Regions from separate parts of the Zea mays genome. Here region 2 is linked to region 1. A link is a contact called in public Hi-C data. All regions are on one chromosome and are shown on one strand. The core of a region is the stretch at or near the end of the contact, and the rest is flanking DNA. Distances in the headings are between cores, read along the strand shown. Region 1 has its middle 13 kb from the start of LOC103655593. Region 2 holds the start of LOC103653851 (plasmodesmata-located protein 8).

The links. Hi-C and Micro-C count contacts between places; a contact is called where the count stands out from the background.
Region 2: a Hi-C map of tassel shows a contact between it and region 1, with 5 times the contacts expected there. The contact joins the promoter of LOC103653851 here to the enhancer-like site in region 1. A contact is called at or near these places in 6 of 25 Hi-C or Micro-C datasets (bundle sheath, ear, leaf and 2 more).

What each region holds. Positions count from the first base shown.
Region 1 is chr4:154,161,801-154,168,848 of Zm-B73-REFERENCE-NAM-5.0, forward strand. No RefSeq gene overlaps it. Among protein-coding and RNA genes, the nearest start is that of LOC103655593, 13 kb to the right of the region's middle. Within about 2 kb of position 3,896, at least 12 of the 20 cell types and tissues checked have an H3K27ac peak or open chromatin away from gene starts, as enhancers often do. A contact at or near this core is called in bundle sheath, ear, leaf and 1 more, where this site is marked.
Region 2 is chr4:154,379,405-154,386,452 of Zm-B73-REFERENCE-NAM-5.0, forward strand. It overlaps LOC103653851 (plasmodesmata-located protein 8), which reads left to right and starts at 2,727. Exons shown (of 3, transcript XM_008680659.4): 1 at 2,727-4,058; 2 at 6,789-6,890; 3 at 6,990-7,048. The coding sequence starts at 3,338. The coding sequence ends at 7,000. It also overlaps the pseudogene LOC109945838.

The DNA of each region.
Region 1 (7,048 bases), core at 2,646-5,145:
ATCTTTGCCGAGTGCTGACCATGGCACTCGGCAAAGAAGGAAACCTGGGAACCGGTAAAGCCATCTTTGTCGAGTGCTGTGGTCAAGGCACTCGGCAAAGGGACTGGCAAAGGGGCCCACTGGAGGACTCTTTGCCGAGTGCCAGTCCACTAGACACTCGGCAAAGAAGCCTTCTTTGTCGAGTGCCTACGAGAGCTCTCGGCATAGGGACTGGCGGTGGGGCCCACTGGAGCCATCTTTGCCGAGGGCCGTGATAGCAGACACTCGGCAAAATTGGCCTCTTTGCCGAGTGCCAAAGAAGACACTCGGCAAAGGATCCGTCACCGTCACTTGGCGCCGTGACGGTGACTTTTCTTTGCCGAGTGTCAAATGGCCGAGCGTTCTTTGTCGAGTGTAAAATAGCCTTTGCAAAGGAGCTATGTCCGGTAGTGGTAGTAGATCTTTTTTATGCAGTGCAGTATATATCTGTATCGAGTGTGGATCTCTTGGAGAGAAGTGAAGCAAAAGGGTCGAATCGTGTCAGTCTCCATCCTCTGCACGTACGTCAGCGCCGCACGCGTGTATGCTGCAGCTGTTTGTCAGTTTAGATCATTTGACCAACACTTGTGCGCGCACAGTCACACGTACGGTCGTGTGTAGTGTAGCGGCCCCTTTGATTTGTTGCACACTCACACACATGCACTGGTGTGATTTGCGCTGGATCCGATCTCGCAACTCTGTAGCCTCTATAGGTAGCCTGGGGCGTACTATTGGGTGTTGGTTTTATGTTTTAGCAACATCGATTCGTGCCTTCCACGAAATGAGTACGATGTACATTTGCGCGCGCGCGCGGCTGCTGTGCTGTGTGTCGTCCCCGACCACATGCGGCGTGACAGTCAGACTTGGAAAGCGCCGCCAACCAGCAACGAACGGCAGGTGAGCATGCAGTGCACAATGCAAGAGGGTGGCAGCTATAGCCGCAAGCGTGAGTACCATTAGCATGCATGACTTGAGTGGAGGAGGGCCTCTCGATCAATTTCATGCGGACGATCTCTACTACTGATCGACCTTGCGCACATCACATCACATTGCTCGATGCAATGGCACGATACATAGACCGCATTATCGTCCGATCCATCGATTGAACGCCTGGCTGCTTCTTCTTCTTTTTTCACCTTTCCCATGCATCCTGGAAACGTGGGGCCCGGAAGACACACATCTTATCCACTTGCATGAAAAATTATGGAAAGGCAGGCCGGCCGTCCACACACATGGAGATCGAAGCGAGCTGTAACTTTTGCTTCCTTTCCGGCCTCTACTCGCCCCGGCCCATCGACGATGGCTCTGTAACTTTCGTCGTCGTAAGTGATGCTAAGCATATCATCATGGTAACCTAACCTAACCTAACCCCAAAAGCAGGCTGGGGATGTGATTTACCCGAGGCGAAGAATGGCAAATAATCACCCCTGGCCTTCCACCAGCATAACTGATGACTGATGAGTGATGAGCCATCTGCATGGCGATGGCGGGAGTCCGACGTGGGGCTCCTGGGTTGGTCGCGCATGGGGCCCGACCAATCACACCAATGGGGAAGGGGACGTTGCGGGCCGGCCAATCCTCCTCGGGCCCCACCTGCACCCACGACCCACCCACCTGCTCAGTGTACACCATCATGGTCATGGTGGCCGACGGCTGTACGTGCTGGATCTACGCCACCAAACTATTATACATACATACCGCGTAGCGTACAGTACTGCCAGTTATACTTTGCCAGGGTAGCCGTGTCGTGTCGAAAGAATGCGCGCGCGAAAGGCTGCGTAACCGCAGATATTTACAGATCTATTTCTTGGCCCGCCATCTAATACGGGCTTCTAGTTTGGTTTTATTCTGTATCGGTTTTTACTGTTTGTATAATGTTTTTATCTCCATTAGTTGCATCTGCAACAGTTAATCCGAAGCGAACAAACTCGTCTATTCGTGTAAATAGTGTTATCTGGATACTCTATTTTACAAATTCAACCAAGACAGCAAAATCTGATCATCTTCATGGTGTCAGACCCCCGCATGTCATCGACAGCTAGAGAGAGAGTGCACAGCAGAGATCAGGGGACAGGACAGGAGCGTGCGCCTGCAGGCAGAGAGAGCAGCGTGCGTGCGAGTGTATTTGTACAGCTTGCACAGACTTGCAAATACTACTGGAGTGGAGTAGTGCGTAGTAATAACAGGCTGCAGCAGGTCGAGCCAGCTAGGTATATTTTCTTTTATTACCTGCTATACGCTGCTGCTGCTGCATTCATGTGTGGTTATTACCATTGGCCATCACATGGAAAAGAGCCTGCAAAAGGCAAACGGAAAGCTAGGACGTTTGGTAAGATTAATTTGTCTGCTCATCTAGCCATGCCATGCCATGTATACGTCTAGGCTTGCCTGATCGGTATATACTTGTGTCTTCTTCCAACCGGAATTCAGGTCTGACTTTTAGCTAATAATCCGTCCCGCCTTCTCCATCTTAGTAGAATTTAGTACTTATGGTTTAACTAATTGTTATATTCTTTCTAGGACTAGACGAGGTGTTTGCGTTATGCCTAAGTATTTGCTAGAGCACGCTGCACGAGAGTTGGTTTAAGGACCGTTTGTTCCATTAGTCTCTTAGGACTCAAATTTAGTCCCGGGACTAAACTTTAGTCCCTACCCTGTTTTGTTCTATAGACTAAGCAGAATCTAAACACATTAAGGCCTTGTTCGTTTCTATCGGATTGCACCCGGAATCGTTCCAGCTAATCAAAGCTTATATAAATTAGAGAAGCAATTCGGTTAGAAATCGTTCCGACCCACCAATCCGACACAAACGAACAAGGTCTAAGGGCATGTTCGGTTGTCTAGGATTGGACCTAGATTTATTCCAGCTGTTGAAATTTTATATAAAATAAGTAAACAATCCAGACAGTGATAGTAAATGCTACTCTTTAGTCTCTTTTAGCACCCATGTCAAAGACTAGAGACTAAAGTCAATCAGTCTATGTTTTAGTCATTCTGTTTGGTAAAAAGACTAAAAGCTAAGGACTAAAGATTAGTCTCTGTAACCAAAAGGCGCTTTAATTTGGCTGTCAAACCCAGCAGGTGACTGATGTTTGCCTCTGGGACAGTGACATGGAGCTACTGCTAGATAGGATGTGTACACTACTATACTAGCTAGTATACGGCTGGGAGAGGCGGCCTTGTCGTCTTCATTGTAAAGGCGAGTTGGTAATAAGTGTAAAACGTTGACATTTTCATTATTGCAAAAACAAAAAAAAACCATAGCTGTCGATAAGCTACGGGGCCGAGAGAGGATTAAAAAGAAAGGAACCATGATTGTTTGTATCGCTGTCAAAATCATTATTTAGAAGCAGCCGGCCGGTGAAATCTGCATGCAAAGCTTGATGATTAGAAACAGCTGGGACCGCTTTAATTTGTAGCAATAACCTTGTATACACCGATCTATCTATAGCATCTGCTATAGTGACGAAGTTATAACTTGAGCTAATCAGCTGGCCCTTTTCTTCTTCTTCTTTTTCATAGGTATTAGGCATCACCTAAGCACACAAAGGGGTCGTACGACGGAGGACCTGTTTTGCCTCACTCAACAACAAAATTGGGAATAGCGGATTGATTAGAGCTGTCATGCCTGTGGACTGCAAGCTACCACTAGCAAATGTTGTGGACGACCAGTCGACCATGACGGGAAGTCAACTGGGTTATTTGGAACACAGAAATTTCGTAAAAAAATCCATTCAATTTTATGGAGAAAATATAGAGACATCTTCTTGTCCGCGTCGCCCGTCGCCTTATACGATCGAGTACAGTAGCAGTAAGTGTTTAAAAACATACCAAGTGCCGCGGCAGGCTCGTAGCGATGAGAAAGAGGACCAACGATTCGTCTTCGTGGGCATACAGCATCCTAAAGCCCACTTAGTTTGGTCGAGGCCCATTTGTCTCTCTACAACAGCGAAAATACGAGCCCGACAGTTTTTGTGTGCGTTTTTTTTCTTCTTCTTCCGAAATGATTTCCTTTGAATCTATTTTTGACGTGGGAAACTTAGATATTGTATTACAGGACTGTACTTTCTGCTAGAGTAAAACTCTCTTCTATATAAACAAGAGAATCATGGTCGCTTGAGAAATCCAGCATCCAGTCAGCTTTTTTATGTATTATTAGTCTTTTGTGGCTTAATTACTTTTCTGATCTCCTGTACGTAGTCTGTTGTATGTTACTCCTTTCGTTTCTTTTTAGTTGTCTTGGATAGTTCAATTTTACAATATTCAACGACAACTAAAACGAAACGAAGAAAGTACTCCGCGAGACCCAACGACGGACGACGACGTTCTTGATGGTCATATCGACCCTATAACAGCCTCGCAACGTATCTTTTTTATGGATATTGTTGCTGCGTATGACTGTGACTGTTAATAAAAGGAAGCTCCAACGTGAAAGCTAGCACGGCCGCAATCCCAGCACTGCTTTACTACTACTCGTTCTCCCCAACGAAGGCTTGCGTTAGCTCGTCGAACAGCTGGTGTACAGCAACCATCAACAGCTGAACCGTAGAGCAATTTAGCACGAACATGGCGTAATTTTCACTAACCTGTTGAGGTACACGACCGTCAACCAGCAATCTAGCAACGTCGGCTTCCCAAAAAAAAAAAAAAAGCAGCCAAAGGCCAGTATAAACGCAAACTCACCGCTTGAAACGGAGCGCAGATCAATTGACCTTCCAAGCTCCATAGAGTCAGGGTGGGGGAGCGGACAGTTAAGGACGTACGACGCCTGACAATGACTGCAACAGGCCACTAGCAGTCGATCGGCACAGAGAGACTGAAGAAAACTGAGTCCTCAAATCATCTGAGAGTAGCGTCGTGTGTTTAAAAAACAAGATAGTTTTTAATGTAATTTCAATAATTACTAGAAAAATATGTGAATTTAATAAATAAATCTGAGAAATTAACAACCACATCCACGTGCATAAAACATATAAGAGAGACAACGCTGCTTGTCTGACAGTCATTCTCAACAAGTTAAAAAATGTGAGTTGAAGAGGAAATCATAATCTGCTACTTTTGTAATAGTTAGAGCTCCTCAAGAATGACTATTTTAAAGACATAGTTTTATTTGCTGTCATTCTGTTGCATCAAAAAAAAGTAACTTGACTATGTATCATTCGACCTAGTGATAAACACCTATATATATATATATATATATATATATATATATATATATATATATATATATATATATATATATATATATATATATATATATATATATATATATATATATATATATATATATATATATATATATATATATATATATATAGGTATAACGGGAGCCCTGGACTTCGGATATTAAAGGAAGCCCAGGTCGGTTCCCGAGGTCTGGTCGATGGAACAGGCGCGCCTGTGTTTTAACGTGGGGCTGAGAGGTGGCATGCAGGACAGACGGCGCCGTGACGCGGTTGTTTGAATGGTAAGGGAATTGCGCGGAATTAAAGGGAATAGATGCCACATGCAAACGTGATTACTGTGATACTTGGGCGCGTAAATTATGGATCTTGCATGGTAAGTAATGTGCGGAAGGTAAAAAAAATGAAGCATAAGATGTTGAAAGATATGGCATAAAACCGAAACGGCATAATAGATGCATAAACAGTATATACCGATTGGCGTAAAACGTTGTGTCATTGTGCGTAAATTTTATATTATGAATTTTAGTTTGACAAAGACGTCGCCATAATATCGGGACGGTTTCGGAAATAATAGGGAGACCCTGTAAACGTGGATGCAGTTACTTTTATAGTATCCGAGATTTACTTTCATTCGGAAAAAAAGACCACTAAGCCTGCATAACTAATCAGAGTTGGAGATGGCCGGCTCTGGAGGGTCGCCGGCGATGGAAGGAGATGACGTTCGTCTTGATCTAGAGACAGAGGGAGGAGTTGGTGGTAACTCACTGGTGACACCACCGCCTGCTCTAATGGGTCCTGAGATCGCCGAGATGAGCATAGGGGAAGAAGGAGAACAAAGGGTTCGACCTTCTATGTCCAATATTAGCTCCAGGGAGATGGATACGCCACAGATACTGCGTTCACATGTAAGTCCAATCGCTGTATTTGATTATTGATTGATTATATTGTTGTGAACATATTCCATGGTACAAACAACAATGACAATGAAATAGCAGGCAAAAACATTGATCCAACTATAGTGCCAACGGTAGGGATGACTTTCAAGGATGTTGATGATGCATATAAATTCTATAAAAGATATGCATATGAAGTTGGATTTCCACTGAAGAAATACAGAGAGAAGACATTCAGTAAGTGGATAAATTGTTCACGTGAAGGTAAAAGTGCAGCAAAATCAAATGATACACCTAGGATGAGGAATAGATCATCGGGGCGTACGCAATGCAAAGCTAGAATAAAATTTAAAAAAAAAATATGATGATGAAAACAAAATGGTTGTAGCTACAAAAATTGAACTGGTAAACTTGGAGCATAACCATGAGTTCATAACTGACGAAGCAGAGAAACAACATTTACGTTGCAACAAAATTAGGGATGCTGAGTTCATAAATTTTGTGGATGCAATGCATGATAGCCGAGTGCCGCAGCATTGCATAGTTGATTTTATATCAGAAATGAATGATGGGCCGGAGAACGTACCGGTAACTGCTCAAGATCTGAAAAACATGTAAGCAATACTTTTTTGTTACATGTGTATATATCAATAGCCATGAATATTACTATAGTAAATGTGTGTGTAATAATTTTTTGTGCAAACAAATGTAGGAGGGCAGCCAGGAGAAGAGAAAATTGCTCAAATGATGTAGCCAAACTTTTGGCTTTCTTTAGAGAATGCAAGAAACAGAATCCACAATTTTTTTGTGATTTCCAGCTAGACGATGATGGGAAAATAGTTAGTATTTTTTGGTCACACGCAAGTATGCAGGGGGAATACGCAGATTATGGTGATGCTGTGACATTGGATACAACACACAAGACAAATATATATGATAAACCACTGGGCA
Region 2 (7,048 bases), core at 1,477-3,976, 220 kb after region 1:
TGAGGACCTGGCGGAGCTGGATCTTCTGGCTCTCCATCCGTGCCTCCACGAGCTTTGCCTTCAAACTGTGCTTCTGGGACGTCCGTGGGTACTCTATAGCTTTGAAATGGCCTCCATCCGTGCCTCCACAAGATAGGCATTAGACAGTCTTGCATTCACCGTTTCAGCGACTGCATCTTTCTTGCACATCTCACTGTTCTTTGGGCGGGACGACTTCCAGAGCTTTGAAATGGCCGATTCTTTCTTCTTGGGTTGGTTCATGCTTGCCAGGTAGGCATCAGCTAGGTCATCTTCCAGCTTCTCGTTCTCCCTGTACTCAAAACCATTTCTGCTATTCCAAAAAATGCCTATCTTGTTGCTGACTGAAGGTTGGCTGTTCAAACAATTTTTTGAGTACTGAACTGAACTAAAGGCTTAGTAGTTACCCCCCGCTAGATGTAAAACTTACTAAAATCCTGGACTTAATTGTTTTTTTTCATTTTTTTTGAGCTGAAGTAAAGGCTCACTGAACTGAAGGCATAGGGCAGGGCAAAAGGCTTTTGAAATTGTTGCTAACCAAGCTTTTCGTTCTAGGACAAGGTCTTCGCCTGCAAAGACGGTTACAAAGAGGTTGTTCACCGACGTAGATGGAGGAATCGCTGGCTCCAAGGATGCTGCGGATAGCGCTGCTGCCCCTAGGTACCTTTTCCCTTGTACCTCTAAGTTGTCCATGAACACCTAGGCAAGAAAATATTTTGGTTTCGATTCCTGGCCTAGACTGATATGTCCTAGACTATCTAATTGTAACTCTGTCCCCTTTTCAGCTCTACCAAAGATGCTTAGTCACAGAGGGCCACAGGTCTTTTGGGCTCACAGTTGCAGCTGTTCGCTCTTTTGGATGATCGTTGTCTACTACTTTTGTATCCAAGCTGCTATGTACATCTGCTTTTGGAAGGAGATATGATACATGTTCATGTCTACACGCTCGATACAGATTGGCCCAGAGCACACTTAACAAGGTATGCTGGTTTGATCTTATGCTACATACTCCGTCTAGATCTGCACATTTTAGGCACCACACAATCGTAGTTCCACAACTTAGACTTTACATGATGAATCAATTGTGTTAGCCTCTGATTACCAGCATCCAGAATGATTTCATCATGCTGAATTGTTGTGCTGTGCAAAAAAAAATGTGTCAGCCATGCTCATTCTCAATTCATTTTGCCTTGGCGTTGATATATCGCTACGATTTGTTTGTATTAATGGTTTGCTCCAAAAAAAATAAGTGGTCTAAATGTTTCTCACAACTGTGTTTCAGGTTACTACTAGATCAGTGTTCGCCATCGATGCTATGCACAGGCCACGCTGGATTTCTATGCTTGTTGACATGAACGTGCTTCGCTCCCTTTATGTTTAAGCCTAAGCAGCTTGATGTGCTTGTGCCAAAGACCTTTTAAGAACTGCGCAACAAACCAATGCTTACAACACGCTTTTGTGTACAACGATCATCTGCTTGTTGCACCGTACATGTATAGTCTATGGAGCTGCAAACTGTTAGAGTTATGTATTATTTCGCAACTGCATGTACACTGTCTTTTAGAGACAGTTGTGGAACCTGCGTCCGCGCCATATGTATCCTACAATATGTAACTGTTAGAGTTATGTATTATTGTCGTATTGTATCCTACAATATGTTTGTGTTCCTACACCGTGTTTGTGTTCCTAAACTACGTTTATATATGATGTTGTTTGTATATGATGTATTACATACTGTGTCTTTCATCACCATAATATGTACTATATTTCGTACACTCTCATCAGTTATGACCATTTTATGTTTTTTCAACTTTTATTCTGGTGAAAGGCACAAAGAACATCAGTGCGGTATGTACTTTTTTCATACAGACTTTATGTAGGTTTGCTATGAAACGAACAGAATTAATTTGAAGCTAATTGTGTAGTGTTTGATTTTTTTGTGCGTTTTCTTGATAGGGCGCCCATAAGGGATAGGGCGCCCATAAGGGCGCCACCTGTTCTAGTACATAAGAAATCTAATCACACACTATCCTTTCCCCAAACTTGCCATACCATGATTCTGCCGGCCGCCGTAGTCCCGTACGTAGAGCAGACGAGTGCAACTGGTCCGCCCGCGCTGGCCTGCCGTGCATGAAAGGCGAGCGGATAAACTGACCACCGGCGTGCCTGTTGACATCATGTACGATGTACCTCAGCAGCAGGGGAATTGGAAGACAACACAAAAGCGAGGGCCGTTACAACTTACAAACGCCTTTTTTGTTTGCCGATTTAAAACATAAAAAAGCCCAGCACAGCACAGCCCAGAATCATCGCCTATGATCACCAAGCCTGTTAGGCCCAGATACAAGTGGCATCATTAGTAGGTAACCTATCATGGATAGCCCATTCGGCTTCTCAAGAGTCAAGAATCATTCCCGGCTTCCTGGCTCTTTCTGGCCATCCCTATTCTCCTTCATTCCTTAAAAAAAGAAAAAAAAATTGCTCAATTACTAATTTATCGATAAAACTGGTATAAAATCAAATTTTTGTATAGGTATTATATAATTAAACTATCGAAAACTATATTTTTTTAAAATATATATTTATATTAAATAAAATCTTTTATAATTTTTATTAGTTAATTGTACGATACGACAACGATAGTTATACACAAGAAATCTAATCACACACTATCCTTTCCCCAAACTTGCCATACCACGATTCTGCCGGCCGCCGTACGTAGAGCAGACGAGTCCAACGGGTCCGCCCGCGCTGGCCTGCCGTGCATGAAAGGCGAGCGGATAAACTGACCGCCGGCGTGCCCCGAGCCACATGCTGACGGCGATGGAATCGCAAGCGTCCTCGCCAGGTAACGGGCGCGGGCGACGTCGTGTCCACTGTGCCACTGCCGCGACGTGAGCCGTGGGCCCGTGGGAGTGTCGGACACATCCGCGCCGTGCTGAACTTCAACGCACACGGACGCGAACTCGTCGACACGGCAGCGATCGTCGCTGACGCTGGCTCATATCAAAGTTGACATTGCCATTGCTGCCCATCCCAAAAAGGAATTGCTTTTGGTCGTGATGCCGCACAACACAACTGCACAAGAATCTCTGATGCGAGTAGCACAGCACCAAGCGTCCTTAAGATCGATCGATCGATCGATCGATCTGTATCCAAAGCAATGAAGCATGCAACCGCGGTTCAGAAGCTTCCAGAGAGCTAAGTTAAGCCCGTATAAAGCGAATCAAAATCGCCGCCCAGTTTGCATGTCCTAGCTACTAGCCTAGCAGCTAGCACTGTTGTGTCTAAGCTCAAGCACAGTCTCAAGGCTCCAACTATGCACCTGCTCATCAGCGGCCTCGTCGCGGCCGCACTCTTCCTCCACGTCGACGCCGCGCGGGGCACGTTCGTGTACGCAGGGTGCTCGCCGTCCAGGTACGCGCCCAACACGGCCTTCGAGAGCAACCTCAACTCCCTCCTGTCCTCCATGGCTCCCACCGCGTCCTCCGGCGCCACCTACAGCACCTTCACCGCCCCTGGCGCCGGCCTGGCGGAGGCCGAGTCCCCCGCCGCCTACGGCCTGTACCAGTGCCGCGGCGGCCTGCGCCCCGGCGAGTGCGTGGCGTGCGTGCGCGACACGGTGGCGCGGATCGGCGCGGTGTGCGCCGGCGCGGCCGCGGCGTCGCTGCAGTCGGACGGGTGCTACGTGCGCTACGGCGGCGCCTCCGCGGCGTACCACAGCTGCGGCGCCGGCACCAGCGGGGACCCCTGGTTCCTGAGGTCCCGCGACGCCGTCCTGTCGGAGCTGCAGGGCGTGGACGCCACCGCGGCCTCGGGCTCGGGCTCGGGCGGGTACAAGGTGAGCGCCTCGGGCCCCGTGCGGGGCGCCGCGCAGTGCCTCGGCGGCATCGCGGCGGGCGACTGCGCCGCGTGCCTGGCGCAGGCGGCGGCGCAGCTCCGCGGCACGTGCGGCGCCGCGCTCGCCGCCGACGTGTACCTGGTGCAGTGCTCCGTGAGGTACTGGACCGACGGCGCCAACCAGCTCCGGTCGTCGCAAGGTACGTGGTTGCACGGCCACACACCGTCACGTCCTATCCTAATCAATGACCATTAGCGCATTTCTATGTCTGTGTAACCTGAAAAAGGACAAGGGTTTGGCTATTTTAACGTTCTTAATTTGATCCTCTTACACTATATAAAATATGCTGCGTATTTTGCAGTCCAATGGTTAATGAGTTTTTTATTAGCACGATCGAGCTCGAATCTGTAGGACTGAAAGAAAAACACTTTTATTATCCAAAGTCCTGATCTTAAAAAAAAAACAGAAAGAGCGGATGCTACATGTGTGCGAATGAGCGAATCACTCGCTTGGTTGCAACCAGTGTGAGTGTGACTGGTTGGTTGGAATGGAACCGGGAATAGAATAGATTCCGAATTGGTAAGATTCCAAAGCTGATAAAGAGGACACAGGGAATATATGCACCCGGCATAAATTTGGCGGCCTTTTGGATCGATGTTACGGTAAAGCACACCGTCACTGCCCAGCCTAACTAGCTTATTAGTAGCTACTAGAATGCCCAAGAGTTAGCACTGCTTGTTGCAAACAGTAACACACGCTGTTTGCGTATGTCTCTAGGTGATCCTCGTCCATATATGGCCTAGTTCGGTTATTCTTATCCCACGTGGATTAGATGAGATTGAAAAAATTATAATTTTTTTAAATTATTTACAATTTAAATATACGTAATTAATATAGATTGAGAGAAAAATGAATAAGCCCTATATTAGCCTGAAATTTCAGTTCACAAGCTTATCCTCTTGATGCACAGGTCAAGAATATTAGTTGAGTGCTGAAATAATTCATCCATTCCAAACAGTAAATGTAGATCTTATTTTTTTCGAGGAGTCGTTTAGTAATATCAACTTTGCCCAAATATAAACAAAAACACTAATATTTGTGATGGATAATATGCACCACTAGCTTAATCATGAAATATATTTTGATAACGAACATATTTAGATATATATAAGTGTTGATATTATTTTTTTATAAATGTTACAAAACATGGATTGATTAACATGTCAAAAAGACAGATTTATCTTATTTTTTGGATGGAGGGAGTACTGAAATAAAGCTATATTTATTATACTATACTGAAAAGAGGAGTGAGATTCATTTGACCCTTATGTACTCGTCATAGTTTCACACCTTTTGTGATGGTGTCATTTTTAGTTAAAAACAAATTTGGTAAACACTAGATGATGATGCATTTAAAACACAAAAAAAATCTTCAAACTTCAAAAATATCCGATAATAACTCTAGAGATATACTAGGATAAGAGAAACCCAAATCAAATCTTTTAAACTTATTAATTTTTTCCTTAAGCTTCCAAAAAATATGTTTAGCTTTGAAGAGGGGAAACATCCAAAAACAAAGGAATTCATAAAGAACTGTAATTAGTGTCTAAAGATGGTTTGAAACATTCCAATTTCCATGATGAAAAACATAAGATGCAACCAACATGAATACAACTAGAGTTATTGTGTGTTGCATCTCATATTTTTTGTTCGATCAAGTAAGTAACATCGACTAGAACATTTTAGAAATTTTCTTCAATGGTTGATATTTTGTCATTTTGCTATAGCTTAATCGAAATTTTGGAAGCTCCGAGAGATAACCCCACAAGTTGCAAATATTTTATTTTGGTGATCCTTCATGTATATTGGCCTAAAATTTCAGCCCAAAGCTTATTCTCTTGATGCAGAGGTCAGGAAACTTATAGGGTGTTTGGTTTGAGAAATAAGGTAGTACATCATATTCTCATTCCTTATTTTTTTATTTGGTTTGTAGAATGGAATGAGTTGATCCATCACCACATCATTTCTCATAGTTAGTTAGTACTAACATGAAGAATAAGTACATCCTACTAAATTTATGAATGGACTTATGATGCTTGATGCATCACATTATTTTAGATGGAGTGATTACTAAAATCAAACACCTCCATAGTTCATTGGCGAAATACTTTATCCATTTCAAAATGTAGAGGATCCATTTCCCGACGAGTGCTATCGGTCACTCGAGAAGCATAAGCGTAAACAGGATGCAATGCCCTAGTCAAGACAATTTATTTCTGAGACCCATGTTGAATCTATAATTATAAATTAAGCTGAAGTGGTTTAAATATTTATATTTAATCTAAACTATAGAAATAAATCATCTAAATACTCTAAGGTCCAGTTTGTTTCGTTGAAATTGAATTCCATTTCAATAATTATAATTTAGACAAAACTAATTAAGTTTATATATTTATATATGTAATATATTTGTATATTATCCTAAATCATATAAGAGAGATAGTTATATACTACATTTATGTTATAGCGGCGCAAGTAGAAGAGTGTAATATAAGTTATACATCGGAAAAATAACATGTAAATCTATATAATCAATTTTCATCTCTCACCCCATAAATTTGAGATAGGCTTATATGATAACTTTGGAAAGTAGTGGAATGTCACATTCTAAAAAAATAGCATATTCCATTAGTAAGATTCAAATTCTTCAAAATGAAAGGAAACAAATGGGGCCTAAATGTATATTTAGCTCTAGATATATAGTTTTCATGGAGCTAATGGTTCAAGGGTTTCCTCTCATAGAATCCCTTTAATTTGTTTATTACCAAACCAGACCTAATTAGAGCTCTGTATATATAGTGCCGTTGTATACAGCCCTGCGCTAGTCCAGTTTTCTTTTGATTATAAATTCTGCGTCGTTTGGTGTCAGATAATCCGGAGGATGACGCTGGGAGGACACTGGCAATAGCAATTGGTATCTCGGCCGGGGTAGCAGCACTCGTAGTGTTCATCTCTTTCCTCAGAAAAGCATGTGAGGCACACTAGCTCTCACACCCTGTTTCTTCTTTCGAGACTTCGAGTAAGGAGACGGAAGGAGTATCTGATCTGTCTGCGCTTCATTTCTTCGCAGGCTCAAGCTAGCTACCCCCACAAGGCAGAGATGAAGAAGGGCTCGCACCGACCGCGCGC